Linked DNA regions of Mus musculus: regions 1 and 2 are each linked to region 3. The links are chromatin contacts, called in public Hi-C and promoter capture Hi-C maps. All regions are on one chromosome and are shown on one strand. The core of a region is the stretch at or near the end of the contact, and the rest is flanking DNA. Distances in the headings are between cores, read along the strand shown. Region 1 holds the start of Dcun1d1 (DCN1, defective in cullin neddylation 1, domain containing 1 (S. cerevisiae)). Region 2 holds the start of Ect2 (ect2 oncogene). Region 3 holds the start of Phc3 (polyhomeotic 3).

Region 1 (4,203 bases), core at 1,524-4,023, 5.0 Mb before region 3:
GTCCTACTACACAAATGAACAGTATGGACACTATTGCTATTATTGTAACTTTTTTGAGCTAGACTCTTACTGTGTGTTGTTGGCTGAGCTGGAACTTGCCATGTAGACCAGGCTGGCCTACACTTACATCAGCCTAGCAAGTGCTAAATTCAAAGCATGTGCCACCACACCGGGCCCAATTGTTACTGTGTTCTGTTAGAGAAACATTCCACTACTGAGCGGTATACCCACAGCTCTATGCAGTCTTAAGACCAAGAGAGAGCCATTAGATTATTTTCTTTTAATTTATACAACTGCTACTGTGGTGTGTGTGTGTGTGTGTGTGTGTGTGTGAGAGAGAGAGAGAGAGAGAGAGAGAGAGAGAGAGAGATCGGCTTCTTACCCAACACTGAAAACTCAAGGATAAGCTGGCTTAGTGGGTAAAACAATTGCTGCATATGCATCAGGATTTGAGTTCAAATTCCCAGAAAGCATGAAAAGCAGGCCACATAGTTCATGCGCCTGTAGTCCCAGTACTACAGGGAGACGGAAGGTAGACACTGAAGAATCCCCAGAAGTTCAAGGGTCAGCCAGTCTGGCATATCAGGTGGAAAAGCAACAGGGACCCGCTTTAAACAAAGTTGATGGCATGGGCTGACACCTGAGTTTGTCCTCTGACCTCTATACAAATGTTATGGCACCAATGGCCCCATATAAAAACAAAACAAACAAAATTATCTCAAAGATGGATATGATCTGGTCTTTCTCTGCCCTGGCCTTGGAGGCAAATGATTATCAGTTGATGTCCTAACTCTAATCTAGGGGCCATAAAATTGCAAAGGAGATGCCCCAATTGCAGAAATCCAGAGTAGGAAATAAACTGTAGTAACCGAGAGAACACATTATAAGCAGATTGTCTGGGTCTAGTTCCTAGATTTACTACTTGCTGTGTGACATTAGGCATGTTACTTACCCACTCTGTATGTCAGTGCTCCCTACAAAATAGGTGTAGCTGCAACCTGAAGTTTGCTTGAGTGTTAGAGGCTTAGTACAACACATGGCGGATCCTCACTCTTGTGACCTAGTGTGTCAGGGACAAAATAAGACCAAACCAGGAAGCTTGGTACCGAAACAGGAGCTGCATTGAGTGGGGGTCATGACAAAGGGAGTGGAAAGATGAGGGAGAGACCTGCCTATGACTCCAGACAGGCTCACGTTAGGAAAGTTCTCGGAGACTTTGAGGAAGAGCCTCCAGTCTGCATTGCAGACAGACACCTCTGGTGTAGAAGGAAAAGTACAGAGAAGATGGGGTGGGAGACATACTTGCCTGCAATCCCAGGCCGCACTGTTGGCTGTTAGCCTGGGCAACATAAAGAAACTCCATCTCAAAAGGGGATGGAGAAAGGAGGGTCCCAATGAGAGATGAACCCTATTAAAGGGCAGGGGAAGAATTCGGGTTTACTCAGATGATGAACTCGGCGAGCTTAGACTAAGGGAGATGGGCAGTTCTGATATTTAGCTTATGTGATGAAAAAGCAGGGGAATGCAGGTTTAGGGATAAGATTTTGGCTTTGTAGAGCTTTGGGGGGGTCTGTGGGATGAGCAGAATTTGTGCTTAGGGCATGCCGCTGCCGAGCTTTAGATAAGATTTTGGACTCACTGGGATATGGGCAGGGTCTAGGAAAAAGGAATATATGAAGAGATTCAGGGATGGTTCTGGAAAGCCCACCACTGAAAAGCCAGAGTTAGCTAGCAAAGAAGAATGGTAAGTGAAGGGGAGACTATAAATAAATCAAGTCATGAAAAATTATGGGAATTCTAGGAGGACGTGTTCAAATTCAGGAGAGAAAGAGGTCAAGTGGAACTAAGAATCACCCCTTGGAGTTGGCACTTAGGAAAAAAAGAGCTTTAAGAAAACCTACAAGCTATTGTTGCAATAGTCTAATGAAGTGTAGCAAGAGACTGAGTCCTCTTCGTTAATATTTTAAGTTGCTAGGCTGAGTTCCTAGAGAATAACCACAAGTGTGATCTAGTTTCACCCTTGCTACTTGGTATTTTCTTAGGGCCTGGCGAGAAGATGCCACATCAGCGCACACACACGCACACGCGCGCGCGCGTACACACACACACTCGCATTGATGGTGTAAAGAATGAATGGGTGACAACAGGTCTGCAGTGCCAAAGATCTGCCTCTGCAGGGCTCTGGGAGCCCCCACCACGTGGCTAGTTCTAAGCAGTAGCAGGAAGCTCCGAGGAGGAGTGACAACAGTTGTTTTAACAGAAACTTTAAGATTGTTAGCTTCTAGGGGTGATCTGGTGGTATTTGCCGGTGGTAAAGGGAGACCCACGTTTGGTGATGAAGATGCGGATGACATATATAAACCTGGGCAATCTTGGACAGCTTTTTCTATGTGCCGTACCTTTGTTTTATTTCCTCTCTCTGCAGGGAGTACTGTATTTCCTTCTCCTTGCAGCACACACTTGTCTTCTGGCCCACAGCTCAGCAGGCAGGCTAGGTCAAGCTTGGCCCGTCCACCAGGCATGACAGTGGCTCTAGGCGCAATAGTCTCCCGGATTCTTCCAAAAACTTACCTGGGAACTCTGACGTGGAGCTATTAGGAGCGCACGGAGGACAGGACGCGGCCGTGACGAGGGCGCCCTGAGTGGGGGCGCAGGCAGGGCCCCGGCGCTTCGTCCTCACTGTGCCCGCGGCCGCCCGCCGCGCGGGTCTCAGCGTGTGTCCGCAGCCCGGGCTGCCGGGTCGCCCGGCCGCTCGTGCCACGGATGCCGGCAGGCCAGGCCGCCCACCCCGGGGCCCGCGCCCTCCGCCTCCCGCGGCCCGGCCGCTCCGCGGGCCGCCGCACTGCGCATGAGCGGGAGCCCGGCGAGCCCGTGAGAGGCGCCGCCGCCGCCGCCGCCGTCCATTCGCTGCGGAGCCGGAGGAGGAGGGGAGAGGTCCGGAGGACACCAACATGGTGAGGAACCGCGGCGCCGTGCCGCCCGGCCCGGGCCCCCGGCCCCGCCGCGCTCCGCTACCGCTGCTCAGCCGGCGCCCAGCTCGGCCCGTCCCTCCCCGGCGCCGCCGCTACGCGAGGGCCCGGCAGCGGAGCGCGGCGGGGCCTAGTCGCCGGAGCGGGGCCGGGCGCGGAGGCGTTGGGGGACGGCCCGCGCCCCATTGTGCGGCCAGGCGGCGCCTGGGCAGCGGGCCTGGCGCTGCCTGGTCCCGGCCGGGCCCCTCGGTGCTGGCGGCCCTGGCGAGCCGGCGTCGGCCTTGCTGGTCCGCGCTGGCGCCAGGCGCCAGGCGCCCGGGAGTTGGGGCGGCTCGGCTGAGGCTCGGTCCCTGCGAGGGGACTGGGAGGCTCCGGGCTGCGGACGGAAGTGCAGCCGGGGGACCCGAGACCTGCTGCCTTCCGAGCGCCTGCTCTATGTGCTTGGGGTGGGAGGAGTAATTGCTTTATTATAGCAGTTAGGGACCATTTGTGATTCTTAAGAAACAGTTTGTCAAGTTGCTCCTCTCCTGGTTTTTGTTTGGGTGAGAAAAAGTCACGGAAGCTGGAAGACGCTGTGGTGAGCTGAGTCCTTTGTCATTAAGTACCTGGCGCTGCTGGTCACTGCTTTTCAGTTTGGAAGTATACAGTCACACCTTGTTGAAGTTCCCGGCTGGCTGCTGGGAGAAGAGTAAAAGTGATGAGGTCCTTCGCTCCGGAGAGCTGAAAGGCTTCTTTGGGGAGGGTGTATGCCCAGTCTTGAGTCGTGGGGGGTTGATTTTCGCTCAGTGACACTTATATGGCCCCAGCCTTGGTGTCATGTGTTGATTATGTGTTTAGGTCCCAACAGAGTCAAGATTTCTCTTCTGTGCTTACGTTCGTAAAACTTTATATTTGTAAGGAAGTTCCGGTTAGTGTTTGGATTGAGAGTACAGTAAAAGTTCAGAGACCCAAGAGAGAGTTTGCAGGTTCTCCTTTAATTATTTGAACAGGCCTTGGATATTACTCCTGAACCCCCAAGAGTTTCCACTCTCTTACTGGGGTGCTTTCAGCAGGCTAAAATAATAGAGTGCGCGTCTCTGATGGACATTCATCACGAGTATGTATGCAGTTTCCCACAGTCCACATCAGACACCTGCCCTCGAACCCAGTGCCTGCCAGTGCTCATTAGGAATATAGGATTCATGCCGTTTCAGTGAGAGCTAGGGTTAGGACTTGTAGCCTTCTGTTCCTTTGG
Region 2 (3,878 bases), core at 720-3,219, 3.8 Mb after region 3:
GACCTGAGCCAGATTCCTCAAACCCACAGTGGAAGGAAAGAACAGATTCTTTTCTTTTGACCTCCAAGTAACTCCCCCCACATACACACTCCGGAGTAGGGATTCAAAGATAGAGGACTGTGCCTTATTTCACCAGGATCTGCACCCTGCTTGGTACAGATTGGCAGCAATCATCTCTCACACAATTATCTAAAATGCTTCCTGTCAGCATTTCCTCAAAAAAGAAAAAAACAGCACTTCCCATAGAGTGTTTTCTATATTAGGCTTTCTTTACACCCATCTATTATATCTGACTTTCTTTATATTTTTATGTCTAAAGATGTCTGGGCCTCACAGAGCCTGGGCTGGCCTGGAAGTTGGTATGCACCCTAGAATGACCTTGAACTGTAGCTCCCCTCTCTGTGGTGATGGGATTACATCATTCCTCCCAGCCCCCAACTCTGACAGGCTGTGTCTATCCCTTATTCATGCTTTCCCCCAAGCAAATACTTTCTTACACTTAATACAGATTTGCCGAGTAAATAACAACCTGCAGGTGAAGATAGTATCTCTTGTTCATTTCTCACCAAAGGGCTGCCCTCGCTGTAAGAGGCTAAGCTAGCCTTCCTGCACTGCAATCCTACACTCTCACCCAACAGACTGGGAAGCTAGCTCTCCTCGGGCAGGGCACAAAGGAGGCGGCTGCCTTCTACTTTAGTGAGGAGAATGCTTGGAATGCCAGACACACCCCAGTTTAAATTGCAAGCACACTTCTCTGGGCAAGGTCCAGGCCGATTTTTCCTTTCTTCCACTCCAAAGGCTAGTGCGGAATTCTAGTGATTGGCAGGCCATAGATACTGGTAGGCAAAAAACCCTAAAAACCAACCAACCAGACAGACAAAACTATAGATTGTTTTACTCATTCTATGAACTCACCGTAGACTTGTCGAACTGCTTAGGCTGTCAAGAAGTTCTTTTGGTTTTAAAGTAGATTTTGGGCTTAAAGTGAGTTGGCTCAGTGGTTTAAAGCGTTTGTTTCTCACACATAGGCCGTGAGTTTGATTTCCAGCACCCACCTGGTGGTTCATCATTCTCTGTAATTCCAGTCTCTGGGGATCTGGCCTCCTCCTATGTCCAAGGACAGCAGGCACTCACAAATGCACATACGTTCAGGAAAAAATAATATGTATAGGCAAAAAGACACATAAAATTTATCAATCTAAATTTCAAAAGTGCTTTAAAAACCTCTTAATGAGATTTGGGGCCTAGCAACCGATCCAAACACTTGGTAAGGTTTTGAAAGTGAAAAATAATTGTTTTGAGTCCTGGTCTCCTATAGCCTAGGCTGGTCTTGTCCTCCTTAGTACAGGCTTTGAGACCACACCCAGCTAGAAGTGTATGCCTAGGCGACTGTATTATAGAACATTCCATCTAGAAACAAATTTCAAAATAGCAATACTGATCCCAGGGGTAAAACAATCCCTTCTTTTCTAGACTTCCAAGCACAGTCACTAACATTCCTAAGCTGGGAGTTGGGGTGGGGAGGGAGCAACCCACCCAGAAGCAGTTTTGCTTCAGGAGATTCTAAAATCTCCTTATACACTTTTTTATATTAATTACTCAGATGCAAGCTTGTCTTCAAAAATAAAATCTGGTTAGTAGTAAGAGCGGATCGGTTTGCGGTGCTTGGTACTTTTTCTTGAAGTTGGAGGTGATGGCAGAGAGACCGTTCATCAGGAACTGGGCTGTTTACGGAGTAAACAAGCGGTAACCACAGAAACACCTGCTGCATCCAGAGGCGCTGCAGAGCCACGCCTCCTCAAGCCCACATCCGGGCACTCCGCCGACGTTCGCACGCTCCAGCCGTTTACCGGATTTGAAACACACTCACAACCAATCAGCCGGCGCCTCCCGAAGGCAGACGTTGGGATTGACCAATCGGCAGTCCGCCCGAGGTTCCAGCCTATCAAAAGGAGGTTGACAGAGCGCGCCAATCAGCATGGCTCTTAGAGAGAGCGACTGGATTTTTTTGAATCGGAGGCGGCAGCCTCTCTCGAGCCATGGCGGCGCCTGTGAGGGGGAGACTTAGTGTTTGAGAAGGATAAGCGAGGACTGCGCCGTCGTGGTTCCTTTTTAAAATCTCTGAGCGTGGTGAGGACTGCGGGGTGAGTGGGGGACGGGAAGGGATTCGGGAACCCGGAACTGAGCACGGGCCGTGGCGACCAAGGCCGGCGCCCCCGCCGCGGTGAGCTCCCACGGCTGCGTACCTGTCTGTCCCGCTCCCCTCCATCCTCCTTCCCCACATCCGCCTCCTGTCCTGCCCTCTGCTCTCGTCCCGGCCCTTCCTTGCGGGAGGCTGGGCTCTCTATCTATTCTGCTTCTGTCCGGCGCCTCAGGGTGAAGGGCGCAGTTGGGACCGGGATTTTGGCCTCCCGCCCGCCCGCCGCAGCCCCGAGCTGCCTTGATTGTTTTGTGGTTTCCCTCTGGAATTCCTGTAGAATTCCGATTTTCAATTTTTAAAAATATAAAACACAGGCCGCCCCGCCCCTTCCTGGCCACAGATGTGTGTGGTTAGCGGTTAACTTAGCTCCCTCAGTTAGACCCGGCTAGGAGTCGCTGTGTGAGCAACTTCCTTAGCCACAAACTGGATATGACAGTGACATTTGTCTTTTAGGATGGCTGCAAGCGTTAAAAAGTGGCAAGGGAAAGATTTAAGATAGTGACTAAAATATTGAGCTCTAAGTAAATGAGAATCGCTAATTGCACTGTTATCAATAACGTATACACTATTGTAGTTTGGGTTCCTTACTCTGGTGTGACGTGTTTATGGAAAAAAAAAAGGTTTATTTAAAAGAAAAGCTGAAATGACTATTTGTTTAAAAGAATCCATGTGTTTGTGAGACAAGATCTCAGGTACCCCAGCATAGACTTGAATTGTGGAGCCTAGGGTGACAAGGAACTCTGTCTGCCTCTACCCCCTCTTCTGGGTGCTCGGATTACAGGTGTACTTTCACCTTACCTGGTTTCTGAGGTGCCCGCGGATGACTTCATGCACACTGACTGCAGCTGAGTCACATCCCGAGTCAAAGATAGATTGTTTTTATGATCACGATTCCGTTGTGTTTATTTTTAAAAGGTCTGTAGAATATGTGAAAAGGAAGAAAGTGACCTGGTGCACTTAAGTTTGCGGTGATGTTGGGTGCTAGATGCTGGTTGTATCACTAGTGTAGCGTGTAGCTCTTTTGCTGTATATTATGGAGCTGTTTTGGTAATAAATGATCTGTGTATTTAAGCATTTCCAGTGTTTTGGGGTGTAGTGAGAAAGGGTTTAGTTATGTATCTCCTCCCTCTGTTTTGTGGGTGCTGGAATTTTAGGCCACACATTGTCAGTTGTTTGGTGATTTTTTTTTTTAAGAGGATCATGTAAACTAAAAGTATCCTTAAAGGTGCATTGTAAAGCTTTGGCACACAGTTGCACATAATTGTAGGCTGTGTTACCACACTTTTCCCCCTTTGGACTGGGAGATTGAAAAACAAATAAAAATACATGTTTTTTTTTTTTCTCCTGGAAAAAAAAGCAAACATGGTAGTGAACACTTCAGAAGGCTAAGGCATATTTGTTTGTTTGGGCAGGGATGCACTATAGCTCTGCTGGTCCTGGAATTCGCTGTGTAGACTAGACTGGCCTTGAACTCAGAGCTCCACCTGTGTCTGACTCCCAAGCTCTGAGATTAAAAACATGTGCCACTATACCTGACTCTTAGTTTTTTTTTTTAAAGGGGAAATTTTTTTTTTCTAAACATTGAAAATAGTTCTCTCCCTCCCTCCCTCCCTCCCTCCCTCCTTCTCTCCTTCTCTCCCTCTCTCCCTCTTTCCCTCTCCTGGTTTCCCCTTCCCCT
Region 3 (4,308 bases), core at 843-3,342:
AGGTTGTGTTGCTGCTGAAGGTGGAGTCAGAGACTTGATCCAAGCTCTTAGGAGGAGCACAGGAGATTGTGAGTGAGTCTGAGACATCAAATACTGTGCTATTTATACAGTTGGAGTTTGGTTTGGGTTTGATTTGATTGTGCTCTGGGTCTTCCTTCTTGAAGTAAGGAGGTTTTAAACGTATTTCTGATTTTATAGGCACCCACAGTTGAGAGACATTAGGTTTTTAAAAGACTTTGGATTTTAAAAGAGACTGGATATTTTACAGAGCCTGGATTTGTAAGTGTTTGAATTTTTAAAGCCTATGGGACTTTCTAAGTTTGTAAAATGTTTTATATTGTGATGTCTTTATGTGTGATCTCAGGGATGGGAAAGAAAGGAAAATTTGTGGCTTAACAGTGATGTGTCTCTGTGTCAAACTGCTAAGGGGTCAGTTGTACTGTCTAATTTTATGCCAACTTGACACAAGGCTAAAGTCATTGGCGAGGAGGGAGCCCCAACTGAGAAACTATCTTAATAATATCAGTGTGTAGGCAAGCCTGTAGGGCATTTTCTTAGTGATCAATGTGGGCAGGCCCCACCTATTGTGGCTGGTGATCCTGGTTCTATAAGAAAGTAGACTGAACAAGCCAGTAAGCAGCAGCCCTCCATGACCTCTGCATCAGCTCCTGCCCTGCTTCAGTTTCTGTTCTGACTTCCTTTGGTGATGAACGGTGATATAGAAGTGTAAGCCAAATAAACTCGTTCTCCCATGACCTGCTTTGGGGATGGTGTTTCATCACAGCAATGGAACCCTGAGACACTGAGATTAGTGCACTTCATCTCAGGAAATAGGAGACACTGTTTACGATCACTATGCTTCTTTCTCAGTCAAGAGCAACAGAGATTTGCTTATTTCTTGGATCTATGAAGCAAAGTCACACTGTGTATGTATGTCTACAAAATCCACTTTTCAGACTATTTTGGATACATATTTTTAATGTTTTATAGTTGTAGTTAATTTTTCTTCTTTCTTTCTTTCTTTCTTTCTTTTTTTTAAACACAGTCTTACATATCCCAGGCTAGCCTTAAAATTTCTGTTAGACCCGAGGTGGGGAAAAACATTTCCACAACTGTCTGATTAAGCAAGCTATACTTAGACTGGCTAAAGGCTGCCTCATCCAAGTTCAGGTTTCAGAAAGCAGCCCCTCACTGGCTTTTGAGGTCTCTGTTGTGGGGCAAGGATTAGGGTTGATAGATTACAGCTGTTGAGAGCGTTGGCTGTTAGCACCAGGACAGAAGAATGGGGGGACTCAGGGCTCAAGGCCGGCTGTGAGGTATACAAGGGTAAGACACTATATGGAAGGGGAGTCATCAGAGATGTTCAGGAGTTTAGCAAGGCAAAGGAGTATACATCATGGGGTTACAAATTCAGCAGAGGTTAAAAAGCATGGTTTTCAGGATATCTTAGGTTCAGGAAACAGAAGCTTACCCTTGCAAGGTATGGGGACACCATCCCCAAAGCAGGACATGAGGGAAAGGGTTTATTTGGCTTACACTTCTATAGCACCGTTCATCACCAAAGGAAATCAGAACAGGAACTCAAGTAGGGCAGGAACCTGGAAACAGGAGCTGATGCAGAGGCTGATGCAGAGGCTGTGGAGGGCTGCTGCTTGTTCAGTCTGCTTTCTTATAGAACCAGGATCATGGGGTTTCTGTTTTACATTATATAGTCTAGGATGACTTTGAATTTTTATTCAAAACAACACTTTCTAAGGGCCTAGCCATGTCTGGTTTATGTGGGGCTGGGTATTGAACCTAAGACTTGATGCACGTTTCTGAAAGTATTCTAGCAACTTCTACATTTCCAGCGCTAAGCAGAACTTTTTCTATATTCGTCGCAGACCCCGGGCTAAGACAAAGATTCTGAGCCATAGAAATAGAGGGTGTCTGGGAAGGACCACTTAGGGAAACACAGGCCACCTCACAGAGAGAGTTGAGGTGGGAGGGAGCCTGGCAGTCGCTGGCCTCACGTGACCTCTGCGCCCCCCGCCCCCCAGATCCCGCCCCTCGGCTCTTGGCTCTTGCAGGGGGAAAAGGAGGCGCATGCGCACTTCGTGTTAGTGATGGAGGAGAGAAGATGGCGGAAGCGGAGTGAGTGACTTGCTGGTGACTGATGTCGTAACCGGGGGGCGAGTGAGGGCTGCGACACGTTCCCCCGAGGCAGCTCTTGGGGCTCCGAGGCTGGCGGTGCAGGGCGGAGGCGAGGCGGGAGCCACGGCGTGGTGGAGAAGCCCGACTGTGGGAGGAGGATGGCAGGTCCAGCCAGCCTCCCCTCGGGAGTGCGTGCTGCGCCGTGCGGTCCCGGGGCTGTGTGGTCCTAAGCGCACAGCTACCCGGGGGACCCTAGTCTCCGGGCTCTCCCGGGACGCGAGCCCTGCGGCGCTCGGCCGGGGCTGTCATTCCAGCCGCGGTCCCCGCCGAGGTGTGTCCGGCTGGGCAGGCGCCGCCGGGCCTCCGCGCTGGCTCCTGCGGGCCCGTAGCCGTCTGTCTGTCCGTCCGTCCGTCCGTCCGTGCGGCGGGGGCGCGGGGAGGCGCAGGGAGGCGTCCGGACAGCGGCTGCGGCCCACGGCCGAGGCTCCCCACCTCCCCGGCCTTTCCTTGCAGTCCCCCTCCGGGCTCGGGCTGCGGCGGCGAGCCTCCCTCCCTGGAGGGCCGCATTCTTGGGTAGCGCTGTGATGCTATGCTCAGTTGGCGACTTGAAACTTCAGGTTCCCGGGTAGGCCTCTGGAGTGCCAGAGCTGAACGCGGCAAGTATTTCCGTGCCAAGCCCGTGCGCTCCCCGAAAGTGTTCTTTTGTACCAGGCCTCGAAATGTAAAGCGATGGTTTGCCCAGTTGCACACATCCAATGTTTAGAATTACTGTCTAGGTTCCCTGACCATTTTTGGTTCGTCAGAACTCACTGTCTTCTTCGCCCGCCTTTGGGCTTTGAGAGCACAGCTGAGCAGAATAAGACTTTGAAAGGCCAGGGTTTACGGTGGTGGCTTGGATGCCATTGGTCCCGGTGCCAAAGTGTTTTGACACGCAGTAGTTTCAAGATTTTACCTTACTGCTGATTGAGTGTAGTATTGAGCAGGTGCCATATGATACTGTGGTTTGCTGATTGGAAGGAAATGAACAGCAGAACGTCTAAAAATGTGATTCAGCTCCCACTAAAAGAAGTTAGCAGCCCCATCTGTTTTTCCTTTCACCTTACTTTCTCCCTTGTATATTGGAGCTGTTAATACAGCCTATGGTGGCTGGAGACTCCTGAGTCTCATTGAGGCCAGCCTGAGCTACGTAGTGACACCCTATTTTGTTTTGATTTTTAAGAAAGAGAAGTAAATGTTCTTGTTACAGGCTTGTCGACGGTGGGAATGCCAGCCGGTTCAACTTTTATTTCTCAGGAGAAAAAGACAGACAAGGAAGGAGGAATCCAGTGGATTCTCATGGGGCCTTCTGAGCCTGGGGTGACAGCTACTGTGGTTTTAGTTTGTAACAGCATGGAAGCCCTTAGAGGCTTGGCTTTATTAAAGTATAGATTTCTCAGTGGGTAAAAATTTGTACTACAACATAAATGACATAAGATCATAATACTGGAGGGAAAAGATTAGAAAGTTTGGTACAAACGTGTACTTTACTGGTTGTGCATTGGAAGCTGAATAAATTATATTCCACACCCCCAAATTTTAGAGCAATTTTCTGTGGGGGGGGGATTTTTGTAAAGATGTAAGAAGTTGCTTATATTTGCTACTTTATTTCTTTATTTCTTATTTATTACTTAAGTGGGCTAATCCGGTATCAAGCTAAACTTCTGACACTAGAGTTAGTAAGGACAATGGTGTCGTCTAAGAAAAGCTACTGAGAATTGAAAAAAATGAACTTAAAATTTCTTACGTATAGGTAGCTGCGTATATGTGTGTACATTATTGCCATGTATGTGCCCAGTCCCTTGGAAGCCAGAAGAGGGCATCTGATCCCCTGGAACTGGGTTTTGGAGGGTTGTGTGGGTGCTGGGCATCAAACCCAGGTCCTTTGGAATAACAGTGCTCTTAACCATTTGAGCCATCTCTTCAGTCCCACTAACATGTCCTTAGGATCTTATTTTTAATTTTATCTATTTTTTTTGAAACAAGGGTGTTGTGTAGCCCAGGCTGGCCTATCACTTAGTATGATGTAGCCAAGGGTGACCTTCTTCAAGTGCTGGGATTGCATGTATATGTGCCACCGTGCCAGGTGTACTAAGACACTTTAAATAACTGCACGGCAGCTACAGTTAAACCAGGAAG

Evidence for each region. Promoter capture Hi-C pulls out the DNA fragments that hold promoters and counts their contacts. A called contact is a pair of places that touch in the nucleus more often than the background predicts.
Region 1: a contact with region 3 is called in a Hi-C map of B cells, with 5 read pairs. The contact joins the promoter of Dcun1d1 here to the promoter of Phc3 in region 3. A contact is called at or near these places in 2 of 39 promoter capture datasets (the HPC-7 cell line and pre-B cells) and 1 of 484 Hi-C or Micro-C datasets (B cells).
Region 2: a promoter capture Hi-C map of pre-B cells shows a contact between it and region 3. The contact joins the promoter of Ect2 here to the promoter of Phc3 in region 3. A contact is called at or near these places in 3 of 39 promoter capture datasets (the C10 cell line, cranial neural crest and pre-B cells).

What each region holds. Positions count from the first base shown.
Region 1 is chr3:35,931,536-35,935,738 of GRCm38.p6, reverse strand. It overlaps Dcun1d1 (DCN1, defective in cullin neddylation 1, domain containing 1 (S. cerevisiae)), which reads left to right and starts at 2,773. Exons shown (of 7, transcript NM_001205361.1): 1 at 2,773-2,954. The coding sequence starts at 2,952. Gm15952 (a long non-coding RNA gene) reads right to left here and starts at 2,661. Exons shown (of 4, transcript XR_880768.3): 1 at 2,572-2,661.
Region 2 is chr3:27,151,969-27,155,846 of GRCm38.p6, reverse strand. It overlaps Ect2 (ect2 oncogene), which reads left to right and starts at 1,969. Exons shown (of 24, transcript NM_001177626.1): 1 at 1,969-2,144. It overlaps 1700125G22Rik (RIKEN cDNA 1700125G22 gene), which reads right to left and starts at 1,821. Exons shown (of 3, transcript NR_040548.1): 1 at 1,537-1,821; 2 at 916-1,107.
Region 3 is chr3:30,967,199-30,971,506 of GRCm38.p6, reverse strand. It overlaps Phc3 (polyhomeotic 3), which reads left to right and starts at 2,092. Exons shown (of 15, transcript NM_001165954.1): 1 at 2,092-2,133. The coding sequence starts at 2,120.